2 separate regions of the Macaca mulatta genome follow, and region 2 is linked to region 1. A link is a contact called in public Hi-C data. All regions are on one chromosome and are shown on one strand. The core of a region is the stretch at or near the end of the contact, and the rest is flanking DNA. Distances in the headings are between cores, read along the strand shown. Region 1 holds the start of EID1 (EP300 interacting inhibitor of differentiation 1). Region 2 holds the start of FGF7 (fibroblast growth factor 7).

What was found. Hi-C and Micro-C count contacts between places; a contact is called where the count stands out from the background.
Region 2: a Hi-C map of cortical neurons shows a contact between it and region 1, with 6 times the contacts expected there. The contact joins the promoter of FGF7 here to the promoter of EID1 in region 1. A contact is called at or near these places in 3 of 14 Hi-C or Micro-C datasets (cortical neurons, fetal cortex germinal zone and fetal cortical plate).

What each region holds. Positions count from the first base shown.
Region 1 is chr7:26,204,382-26,211,347 of T2T-MMU8v2.0, forward strand. It overlaps EID1 (EP300 interacting inhibitor of differentiation 1), which reads left to right and starts at 2,175. Exons shown (of 1, transcript NM_001265838.2): 1 at 2,175-3,895. The coding sequence starts at 2,242. The coding sequence ends at 2,808. The region is part of intron 4 of SHC4 (SHC adaptor protein 4); the gene reads right to left.
Region 2 is chr7:26,762,950-26,769,591 of T2T-MMU8v2.0, forward strand. FGF7 (fibroblast growth factor 7) reads left to right here and starts at 3,380. Exons shown (of 4, transcript NM_001194613.2): 1 at 3,380-3,726; 2 at 4,319-4,871. The coding sequence starts at 4,586. All of the region lies in intron 11 of FAM227B (family with sequence similarity 227 member B), which reads right to left.

The DNA of each region.
Region 1 (6,966 bases), core at 925-3,424:
TATACATGCCCTTCACTCACATCTGTTTGCACAGCTCTGTGAGGAGATGGACGCAGAGCACATAATGTCTTCTCTTATACACAGAAGTGAGATGGCTTTCTAAAGGTAGATCACCGGCCAGAGTTTTCGAGTTAAGAGAGCTGCTGCAGAGATTTCTTTTTAGAAAAACAGTCACCATTGGCAGCACATTTCAGTAACACAGAATGGGTCACAAAACTTGCTTACTTGTGTGACGTATTCAACCTGCTCAATGAACTCTATCCGTCACTTCAGGGAAGAACAACAACTGTGTTCAAGTTGGCAGATAAAGTGGCTGCTTTCAAAGCTAAACTGGAATCATGGGGGTGACAAATGAACACTGGGATTTCTGACATTTCAAACATTAGCAGAGATTTTGAAAGAGACTGAGCCAGGGTCTTCTTTCTCCCAGCTGGTGCATGATCACCTATCTCAGCTTTCCAGAGATTTTGAGCATTACTTCCCGTATTAGTCAGGGTTCTCCAGAAGGACAGAACTAATGGAATATATATACACATATATACATATACACACACATATATATACACATATATATGTAAAGGGGAGTTCATTAAGTATTGACTCACACTATCACAAGGTCCCACAATAGGCCATCTGCAGGCTAAGGAGCGAGGAGAGCCAGTCCAAGTTCTAAAACTGAAGAACCTGGAGTCCGATGTTCGAGGGCAGGAAGCATCCAGCACAGGAGAAAGATTTAGGCTGGGAGGCTAGGCCAGTCTCTTTTCACGTTTTTCTGCCTGCTTATATTCTAGCCACGCCGGCAGCTGATTAGATTGTGCCCACCCAGATTAAGGGTGGGTCTGCCTTTCCCAGTCCACTGACTCAAATGTTAATCTCCTTTGGCAACACCCTCATACACACACCAAGGATAAATAATTGTATCCTTCAATCCAATCAAGTTGACACTCGGTATTAACCATCACACTTCCCATCCACAAAAGACAGAATGGATCTGTGACCCATTTGTGAATAAGCCAGGTGAATCCACTTTGTCCATGCTAGAAGAGGATCAACTGCTTGATATTGCAAATGGCGGTGGCCTTAAAAGTATGTTTGAGACAACTTCAGATCTCCATACGTTCTCGATTAAAGTCAAGGCGGAATATCCTGAGATTGCCACAAAAGTACTCAAAAGTCTCCTTTCATTTTCAACATCCTATCTTTGTGAGGCAGGATTTTCCACAGTAACAGCAACCAAAATGAGATTACAGAATCCACTGGACATAAGGAACACACCTTGGGTGTCACTGTGTCTCATCACCGTCTAGTTGCAGGACCGTCTAGTTGCAGGAAAACAAGCTCAGGGCTCCCACTGATTCTACATTATGGTGAGTTGTATAATTCTACGTAACTACAATGTTATAATAATAGAAATAAAGTGCAGAATAAATGAAACGTGCTTGAATCCTTAAGTATACACAGTCATATAATTCATAGAAGTATATACAACTTAAAAGCAGAGGCTTTTAAGTTGAAGACAGGTAAAACATGTTTTTAAAAAACACACAAAATAGTATTTTGCTATGAATACATAAAGATACATGTAAATGCAAATAAAAAGAATTTAAAGAGTACACGCTGCGTTGGTAATAGTGGAAAAATACCTACCCGGAGAAAAGAAATGGGACCAAGTATTTCTTCGCTATAACTAAAAAAAAAAAAAAAAAAAAAAAAAGGACAATATATATGTCGTTTGTGAATTTAACTTTTTAAATGACAACACTAAAAGGACAGAATGGATTAGTTCTTAATATGCTGATCTGTGGTTATGGATGTTGTCTGGTTTGGAAACGTGGATTTAGAAGTCATCAGCACATAGATAAATTGCCCTGGGGAGGAGGAAGAAGGGAGGGGAGGCACATTAATGTTAGGAGGGCCATGTAAAGTTATTTTCCAGTTTGCTGCATCACAAGCAACAGTAGGGTTAAGTAACACAGAAACTGTTACGCTCTTGCCTACAGGGTCCCTAGATACCAAGTTCGAATCGACGGAAACTTAGCTCAAAAAGCGACGCCCACATCCCGGGAAAAACATTGAGCTACTCCAACCACAGTGGCGCGCCAAGCAGGAGGCGGTACCTGAGGACCACGCCTGCGCGCGGGGTTACGCAAGCGCGCAGCTTTTGCGCACGCGCACAAACGCACGGCCGCGCAGCATCTATCTTGCTGGAAGCTTTTTCCGAGAGGTTGAGCGGTTTGCATAATGTCGGAAATGGCCGAGTTGTCCGAGCTGTATGAAGAGAGCAGTGACCTGCAAATGGATGTGATGCCTGGCGAGGGTGACCTACCGCAGATGGAGGTAGGCAGCGGGAGCCGGGAGCTATCCCTGCGTCCCTCCCGCAACGGGGCCCCGCCACAGCTCGAGGAGGAAGGCCCAATGGAGGAGGAGGAGGCCCAGCCAATGGCGGCGCCAGAGGGGAAACGGAGCCTTGCTAACGGGCCCAACGCTGGGGAGCAGCCAGGCCAGGTGGCGGGCGCAGACTTCGAGAGCGAGGACGAGGGCGAGGAATTTGATGACTGGGAGGACGACTACGACTATCCCGAAGAGGAGCAGCTTAGTGGTGCCGGCTACAGAGTATCAGCTGCTCTTGAAGAAGCCGACAAGATGTTTCTGAGAACAAGAGAAGCAGCCCTGGATGGCGGGTTTCAGATGCATTATGAGAAGACCCCGTTTGATCAGTTAGCTTTTATCGAAGAGCTTTTTTCACTGATGGTTGTCAATCGTCTGACCGAAGAACTCGGCTGTGATGAGATTATTGATAGAGAGTAGTTACATGCTGTTAAAAGAGGAGGAAACTACTTGAGGAGGGACCCAACTTTCCGCTATCTTTTGGGTTCATTCCAAATAGTTTTGTGCCATTGAAAAACTTGACCTTCAAAAAAATTTGTTTTTCAGAATAGAAGACAATAGGACAGTGACTGCACAGTTGTGAAAAAGGAGAATCATTAAAGAAAAAGGAAAAAAGATTTTAAGACCGTTGAAATCTGTTATCAAGAATGTGCTAAAACACCTATGGCTTTGACTTTGTTATTGATCCAGATTATTTTCCTTGCATTGGGGAAAATATCTTTCATATTTGTTTGCTGTAAAGATGGTTTTGCAAGAATAAGTCATGACCAAGACAAACTGCCAATACAAGAGCCCACTGATATTAATTATATAATGAGAAAAAATGTATCCAACTAGGACACATATCTTTTGAGTTATTTGGACTGAAAGTTTAAGAAAACTTGGGAAATTCTATTTTGTGATCTAGTCAAGCCGTAGTTATCAAAGGCTAAATTTTCAGTGTAAGACAAATGAAGTATTCTTCATTATTCCAAAAGGATGAGTAAACTCAAAGATGTATCACATGTGCTCTGTATCTTAAGATGTGTTTCCAAGAGCGTCTGAAATTTTGTTTGTACATGTATCTTGATCATTTATAAAGCCACTGTGATATATAAATCAAGAAAATTCATTGTCATAACCATTTTTAAAAGTCAAAAATTAAGACATCTTTAATTAAAAACTTTCAAATCTAGACACTAAATGTGTGTGAATGTACAAAGAAACCATTGCTCACGCTGTTATATACTAGAGAAATTTTGTTTTGCTTGCTGTTTTAACTTGCAAGGTGAAATACTTTAGTTGAACTTCATATTGTAAGAACTGTTAATAAAAAGTTGTCAAGTAAAAAGCCCTATATCTAAAAAGACTTTATGAACAGTTATTCTATCAACTTTTAAAGGTTTTAAACCTACCCAGAAATTACCTTGGTATCTGAAGTTTCCCTCTGTCTCCTCCTCTAATTAAGCTTGTTATTTGTTATGCACCAGCATTGGAGATAATAAAATTTCTTGTTCTGTGTATTTTGTTTGGCTAATAATATTGTATACATACTTTATACTAGTTTTTATTGTATGTGTTAACCAGTATTAAGGGAAAATAATCCAGCTTCAGCTATCTAATTCACAAATTAATTTCTGGAAATTAAACTTTGTAAATTAAGTTTTTGCCCTACAAGAATTTGCTGGTCTAGGAAAACCTGCCCTATCAATGAGTATGTTGCCATGGTTACCTTACTAAGATGCTGAGGTTCTAGGAGAGTAATGATTACATCAGAAGGCTATGTTCAGCAAAATGAGTATATCAGCAGGTTTTATCATGATCAGTAAAAAGGTTCCAGATGCTTCTGCTCCATTATAGCAGTAAAGAACAAATATCCAATGCAACAGGACAATTCAGAGCATTATTTATTTTATGGTCATCCTGCCTTTTGGGGAGAGAGATCTGTAAAAGATAGGACTGTGACAAGGATGATCAGAATTGTTCAGACACTAGCTGGGTTGGGAGGGAGAGATGGTGGAAGTAAAGTGTTGGTGCTTAGACTTCTTAATCCTACCACTTCCACTGCTATCTCAATTAGCCTGTAGCTACGGTCAGATGAGTGTGGATAGATAATTAATTGCTGTGATGTAAATTAGTTTGAATGGGGGTATGCTAGTGCACAATAAACTGGCTGGTTGTATTTACCTCCAGATGTTTATCTTTACTAGGAAAGATAAACTCTTGGGGAAAAAAAATCTGACGTCCACAAACTAGAAGGTTGTGATTCTGTTTCTCTCTGGGACTAAGTAGGGCACAAGAGTTGGGGGTGGGAAACACTCCCTGTTACATCTGAAGGCCCATCTTGGGGAGAAAAACTTGGGCTCTGCAATTGGCTCGGTTGTTTTTCAGTCTTAAAAATAGGCAGTAAGCAGAGAGACAATGAAAATTGTAAATACTTATTTGTATTTATTGAGGATAGAAAATTAACATTTTAACACCCCTTTTAGGGGTGTAAAATCATTTGTATTTCCTTTACATGCAGTTACCACAGACAAACCAGACTACTTGGTTAAAATTTGGGTTCTACTATTTGTTAGCTCAGTAACTGGGAAATTAATCTCTCGGGCTCGGGTCCTGAACTGAAAATAGGGACAATTGGATGTACCTTACAAATTGTGAGGACTAAATGAAGATGTGTGTGAGAGTGTGTGTGTGTTTGTGTGTGTGTGTGTGTGTGTATCTTCATTTAAGGGAACTAGAGAAAGGAGTTCTGGGGAAATTCTAACTGATTTTGCAAGATAGGGGATTTAAAGAAGCTTTTGAGTACACAGTGTGATTAGGGAGAGTTTTGCAAATTTATCCATATGTATTACAAATGTTCGCTTAGATCAGATATCCCATGTTGGCTATCTTCAGGCCACAGATCTATTTTGTTTGGTTCATGCTTATAATTTTAAGAGACCAACATCTCAGTACAGAGATAGCAGCTAAAAATCTAGATTCTTACCTTTTTATTATTATTTTTTTAAAGTAAAAGATCTGGGAGCCTTTGACCTATAGACCTATGTAGCCCAAAACCAAACAGACAAAAAAGCAAACAAACAAACAAAAACATCTGATTCACCTTTAGACAAGGAAGGTCTTCTGTTTGCCAAGTGTCAGTGTTATCTCCCCAACATAGAGGCCAGGTAGCACTTGATATTTATCATTGGGCTTGCACCATTGTTTTTTCTTGTGCTTACACAGCTTGCGTTACCTACTTGGCCTCTAAATATCTCAAGTTGCCTCTCCTTGTAGAGACTAAAGGATGTCTCAGTTTTTGCCTGTTTTACCTTAACTCTATTACCCTTCTGAATTCAGTATCTGTTAGAGTTGTAGAAATCAGTAAAGAATTAGTGGGAGTGTGAGCTACTGAGACTCTGATGTTTTTGCTTGAGGCCCTAAAATACTATATTAAAGTATGTCAATAAAGTCTGTCGCTTGAATTTTGAAACAAGGAAATACCTATAACTTACCCTTGCAAAAGTGTATTTTCCCATCTTGAAATATGGTAATATTTAAAAATTGCAAGCATTACATGTTTAATATTTTCTGCCTCTGGAGGTTTGTAAAATATTTTCTGGGAACGAATGGTTATATTCTTGATGTTCTCAGTGACCAAAGATAAATGTGAACTATCTGTTCCATAAATGCTATCATCTATGAATATATCCATAAACTTGAACCTTTGTTTTTAGTCCAAAGTATATCTTAGAAATTAAGTGGGGATGGGGAAAGCATTAATATTTCTTTGTATTTATTTTAGAACTTCCAGTGGTAGCGTTAAGGATTTAATTAATCCTTTTCTTGTGCTGTATCCACAAGGTCTCTAATCTTCGCTGTGTTCATTTCTTAAACATTTTAGTTGCCTTTCTCACAAGACATAAAGCTTCTTGAGTTGAGGCCTCTACAGTGGCACATCTCTCCCACCTTCCAGCCATTTCCCCTAGGCCTGCAGAAAAGCTCAAAATAGTTATTAAAAATCAGCCCTCAGGTCTGAGATAAATGAGATCTTAACTTTGGTCCCCACTCCAGCAGTGGGCTGAATACAACCCCGTTCCATGGCACCAGTGCAGAAAAGATGTGGATTACTTTAAAAGGCACATCATATTACTACAGTTACTGGTAATGAAAATCACCCGTTATCCTCACCTCTGTTTTGCCTGAAAGGTTATGGATGGGTAGTAATACTTTGCCCTAAAGAAGGGTACTGAAGGGGAAAGAGAGACTGAGAATAAACTCTGCCCCACCACATACACCACAATCCCATTCTTCATAAATTCCTCATTCATTTCAGGAACCCCACAGAAAGGGTCATCTTAAAAAAATGATCATTAGATTCTACCCAAAAGGCTGTCATTATGATGGCTTCAGCTTTGCCCACTCTTCCTCTCTTACAAAACTCCGAGATAATCTGAGGGCTCCTCTACTTAGTGAGATTTCATAACTAAAAGCATTGAACTTTCGTAGTACCATCCGTGTGAATGAAAACTAAAAATAAATTTTGCATCTACATATGTACTGAAGTCGAAATGTCAGAATGACTGAATGAATGTTTTACCACTCATATGTGTCATG
Region 2 (6,642 bases), core at 2,130-4,629, 560 kb after region 1:
AAATAAACAGGCACTCTTATGTACTGCTGGTGGGATTATAAAACTAGTACAACCTGTGTGGAGGATAAGTTGGCAATAACTTGTTTTTAATACCTTTTGTCCCAGGCAGTCTACTTCTGGAAATTGATCCTATAGATTTATTTTCATAGTATAAAATGATATATTTTATGTCTTTATTCATTACAGCATTTTTTTGGTAATAGAAAACTACTGGAAAAAATTAAATGTTCCTCGATAGGAGGCTGCTCAAATACATTGTGGTATACCCATTCAGCAGAATACCCTGTAGCTATAACAACAACAACAAAAATGTGAGAAGCTTCCTAAATAATGAGATAGGAAGATTTTTCTATTTTTATTAAGTAAAAAAAAAAGCAACATACAGAAAAATGCATATGGTGTGCTACCTTTTGTATAAAAAGGGGAAAAGTAAAAAAGTAAACAAGTAAAAATCATATGTATGTCCACACAAACATATGTATCCAGTTTGCCTGTATAAGCATAAGGAAACTCTGAAAAGATACACAAGAAACTAATAAAAAGAATTATCTATATTTTGGGGAAGAAAGAAAACTGAGAGGATATGGAACAAAATAAGATGTAAGAATGCAAAGTAATGAAAATATTTAATTATGTTCCCTTCTACTGATTATATTATACATGATTATGAATGAGGCAAAGTTTTAAAATTAACTATCAAAACATAAAATTCATGAAAACAAAAGTTATTTTCTTTCATTTACTTTTACATGGATAAAGAATATAATGGAGGTTGCTTAAGAAAAGTTAGGTGGCTAATTATTACTTTAACAACTGCCTGCTTTCGCGATACTTTTTGAAATAGATTCTCTCTATTGGTTTAATACATTCTATCCCCAAATCAACTATCCAAGTATTAGGCACTGTTTCCTTTTGAAGGATTACCAGTGTTAGCCTTTACTCCAAAGCACATTTTAAAAAGCCAATATTTAGGAACAGATGCAATAATCTTTTGTTTTAAAAATTTAAAACTCATGAGATGTAGGTATTTCCAATTTAAAATGAAGTTAATTATTATTATTATTATTTATTGAGATGAAGTCTGTTGCCCAGGCTGGAGTGCAGCAGTGTGATCTCAGCTCACTGCAACCTCTGCCTCCCAGACTGAAGTGATTCTCCCACCTCAGCCCCCAGAGGAGCTGGGATTACAGGCGTGCAACTAATTTTTGTATTTTTAGTAGAGATGGGGTTTTGCAATGTTGGTCAGGCTGGTCTCAAACTCCTGACCTCAAGTGATCCTCCTGCCTTGGCCTCCCAAAATGCTGGGATTACAGGCATGAGCCACCGTGCTGGGCCAGTTAATTATTTCAAGTCAGCAATGGTGTGTTAAAAAAGAAAATTCAATCTACAAATAACAAAAGAAAGACAATGGTTCAAAATATTTCTGTGCTTAGTCTATCACTATAGGTCTATTAAAACAAGAGCAGCAAATGGTTGCCAATGTATAACTTAAAATATCCAGAGGGTTACCCCATCTATAGTTACCCAAAGTTATTCTTAGTTCCTGGAGAATTCCTTTAGAAGCATAAGCACAATAAGGACACAGTGAAATCTAAGTTCGGTTCTCCATTATAGCTGTGGTCCTAATGAATTGTGGGCCCATCCTGAATTAATAATTCTCCAATAAGAAAAATGATAATCAAAGAATTTAAACCACTGATATAGTTCCCTTGTTGAGATTAATCTGTTCATTAATATTACTGGGATCATATTTCCAAATTACAGAGTGTAACAGCATCTAATGCACTTTAAGTGCATAGATCACAATTTTATCCTTTTGTTTCCCATTTTACAGTCAATCCTATATAGCAGATATTTAGGAGGAACTAAGCACTCTTTGCTAACAAACTATCCATTTCTTTTAAGTATTTAGCATTTAGTTAGCAAATGTTGACTTCTAACTTACTGATTTCTTGGTTTAAAATCCATGGGATCAGTATGGAACAAATGGATTTAGTAGCTCTTGAGTATCTTTACACTGTAAACTTACTAATGATGACTTTTATTTCTTTAGAAGCAATATCTAAGTCCCAGGAATTCTGAGCCTGCTCATTATTGCTACCTCCGAAACTAGTGGAGTGTGATTCAGAACACAGTAACATTATATTTTCTTTCCTCCTTCTCTTCCTCCTTTTAGAGAATACATGATGGGATGTTTTCAGCTTTCTAGCTTTCAACAGATGCAATTATTAAAGAGTCTGTCCTCCTCTGCTTTAATAAATGTGGAACATTCGACATTTGGCATATAAAGAGTAACTGGGTACATCTGAACTATTCTGTGCTTTTGATTCTGTTCCCTAAAGGGAGAGATACAAAGAGAAATCACATAAACTATAATCCAGTTGAGTAGATTTAATTTCCTTTTCCTATTTGGTCTACATGCACCACCTGGTGGTAAAGTAGTGCATTTCAAGTAGAGAAGAATGTGTGTGTGTGTGTGTTTTGAGGTGTATATAACATGAAAAAGATAATTTTAATATATTTCTTAACACTGATTTAGATAGACAACATAATTATTCTACACCAAGAATCTAATACAACACTTGAGCACTACTTCATGTATACCAGAACAGGAAGTAAAGGAGAGAACTCATGCTGGAAAGGAAAATAGCTTACTCTTATTTACCTTAGCAATACATCTTATAATTCCATCTCTAAATTAACATTTATTATTACAATATTCTTACTGAGGCAAAATTCAAACACTGATAATCAATGCGAAACAATTTCCTCCTTTTTAATTTTTAAGAATAACAGCTTTTAAAAGTAGGTGCCCTGTTCCTTATATTAATAGTGAAGATAAGTCATAGATCATGGAATTGTAAAGCACCAGAGAGTCATTAGACCAATATACCAATTTTACAAATGTAGCAGCTGAGACTCTGGAACAGCAGGTAACTTGCCCAAAGTCATATCGGTTATTAGTGGTCCAACTCAAATAAGAATCTAGATCTTCTCACTTTCAGCCTAGGAATACAATACATAAAAATTGTACTTATATTCATATTCAATTAATTGTCTCTGTATGATGTGATAATACTCAACTTATCTACACAGTGCTTTAAGGCACTCATATGTTAGTTAATACATTGTTCTAACATTCTGAGCACAAAGAAGTAATTGAAGAAATGCATGTATCATAAAGCTATGGAAAAGATTTTCTAAGTATTAAAAAACCCTATATATATATTCAAATGAATAATTTTCCAAGTATAATACAACTTCTATATTGCAAAGAAGATTTAAAAAATTCCCTTTCCCCTTCTAACTGCTTCAGAACCAGAGATCTGTTTCTACAACGTAGGTACCCACTTGTAGATTTAAGCATAAAACATGTTCATAGCTCCCTCTCATGACCATTGAATACTATACAAGCCTCCTTTTATTCTCGCTGTTGTATTCAACTAACAGCTCACTGGCTAAGTTTTAATTGCTTCCAATGAGGTCAGCAAAGGTATTTATCGAAAAGCCCTGAATAAAAGGCTCACACACACACACACAAGCACACACGCGCTCACACACAGAGAGAAAATCCTCCTGCCCGTTGATTTATGGAAACAATTATGATTCTGCTGGAGAATTTTTCAGCTGAGAAATAGTTTGTAGCTACAGTAGAAAGGCTCAAGTTGCACAAGGCAGACAACAGACATGGAATTCTTATACATCCAGCTGTTATCAACAAAACAAGTAAGTGACTGTTATTTTGTCTTTAAAAACAATGCTGAATGTTTTCTAAAAGTTTATCTTTCTCTGATTTTAGTACTGAGCAGGAAAGTAAAGTTACAAGATTTTTGAGTCATGTAACTATCTATAGTAATTATGCTGTAGAACATAAAGATAAGGTTGAAGTTCTCCAGAGCAATCCTGACATTTAACTTAAAAAACCTGGGCAGTTCAGGAGAAAATAATTGATTAACCACAAATGTAAAAGCATATAATAAAGAAGCCTAGGGAGAAAGCACTCATACTTTGTTAGTGGCAATTGTAAAAACTTAATTTAAATCAATAGTTCTGAGTGCAGTATGGTTCTCACAAAACAGCAATTGGAATGAATGGTACAGTCATATTCTGTTTTGTCTCTACTCAGGCATAAATTCTATAAATCTACACATAAAGTGGTAAAGATTTTGACATCCTCTATGAAGGCTATTTTAAATGTATCTTCAGAGAATAACCTATACTGTATATTATACTACTACTTACCCACCAAAATTTATACATACAATTTTTATCTTCCTCTCTCTTCCCCTCCCTATTCTTAATCTCTCATTGCAAACAGAAGTCAAATAGCAAACAGCGTCACAGCAACTGAACTTACTACGAACTGTTTTTATGAGGATTTATCAACAGAGTTATTTAAAGAGGAATCCTGTGTTGTTATCAGGAACTAAAAGGATTAGGCTAACAATTTGGAAAGAGCAACTACTCTTTCTTAAATCAATCTACACTTCACAGATAGGAAGAGGTCAATGACCTAGGAGTAACAATCAACTCAAGATTCAATTTTCATTATGTTATTCATGAACACCCGGAGCACTACACTATAATGCACAAATGGATACTGACATGGATCCTGCCAACTTTGCTCTACAGATCATGCTTTCACATTATCTGTCTAGTGGGTACTATATCTTTAGCTTGCAATGACATGACTCCAGAGCAAATGGCTACAAATGTGAACTGTTCCAGCCCTGAGCGACACACAAGAAGTTATGATTACATGGAAGGAGGGGATATAAGAGTGAGAAGACTCTTCTGTCGAACACAGTGGTATCTGAGGATTGATAAAAGAGGCAAAGTAAAAGGGACCCAAGAGATGAAGAATAATTACAGTAAGTAATTTTATTTTAAGTACTGCTTATGAACCTTAGCAATCTGTTAATGGATCAATTTTCAGGTGATGGGTTTTCTCAGCTTCCTTTTGCTTCTTGGGAAAAAAATTAAATAAAATGTCACCTAATTTCTCTAAATTGAACTATGTTGAACTATGCCCCTAAAAATATCTCTTGGAACAGGACAAATCTACTTATATTATAGTTGGACCTGATAATCCAAGCCCATTTGAAAATACATACTCCTTGTCCTGAAAATGCTCAGAAGTTAAGCAAAATGTAAATAATATTATTCACACCAAAATGTGACTTAATATTGTCTAGCAAAACTCATTAAGATATCTAATTTAGAATTTCATAAATTATCACTAAAAGCTACTTATCACTAGTTTAAAGAGTAGGGAATTTATTTTTATTAATTTGATTTTCTTTGAAACAATATTTTCATGATGTAAATTAAAATATTTAATCTGTGCTAAGATATGCATTCCTTTGCATAATACATCTATTCCTTTGTATAATGATAAAATAGAAGGGAATCTGTGGTATCCTTATTCATTTGAGTCATAATGATCTTGCATTAGGTTAATTATCAACTTATGCAGAAAAACAGATATCTCCTAACATTTTCCTTAACTAAATCTTTTATGTCATAAAAGTTCTATGCTACCTTAAGAAAAACATAAATGTGAAGGAAAAAAAGTGAGCTGGAAGAGATGGTAATTCCATGTTTTTCAATTTACAGTCTTATATTTTTCCCAAGAATCAGTTATTCTTCTTATGTTAAAATATCAGGGTTGTGTTTTGCATTAAATGGTTATGATTAATAACAAACTTCAATAGTATTAAATGTAATGGAATAAGATACACACCTCAACATATACATTAAGGATTTAAAATATTTAGTAAAAATAAATTTTGTTTACATTACTAGCACTCAGGCAACATTGTTATTAATATATAATTTCATATTAATTATGTTAAAGTAATTTGAAAAAGAATGCATGGGGAGACTGGTGTAAACATGTGCAAATCACAGAGCCAGGCTTGCAGCAATTACTCAAACTTTTGTTGCCTGTTTACTGAATGACTTTTAGGGTTCTGAACTAATCAACCAATAAATGGGAATTTCAGAGAATTATGTTTCCAAGACCTTCTTTTTAACCATAATTGATACAGAATGTTAAAGCCATTTTAATGACTGGACAGTTATGGTTTTATTATTATTATTTATTATTACCGAGATTAACAAAGGTATCATGTTAGTCCTAGAAGACCATTCTGATTATACTGAAGTTTATCTAAGGAAATGACTACTTGGAGAAAATTTTTTTGATATCTACTTCTATATGAGCAACAGAATTTGCCTTATAATTAATTAATGTAAAAGTTACTCAGATTTATCATGGATGATAAAACCTGGTGGAGAGGACAGAGCCCAGGTGAAAATTATGACACGTGGGTCAACTCCCTGTCTGTGAATGATGTGGGGACAATTTCTTAGTTTTTCTGACCCTCGATTTTTCATCTATAAAATGTGGGATAGGTACAGATGATTTCCAAGATACTTTCCAGTTCTTATAGTCTATTCTATTTTAAACCACAGAGTATATTTCATAAATATAAAGAAACCTACATACCCATTGCATAATTATCTCACACAATGAATGAGATGGAAGTGATAGGATGAGCTGTTAAAACTAATTTCAAATTATAGTAATAAGGTTACCAAACCTTAACTGTGGAATTCTATATGCTGACTACTCCTTTT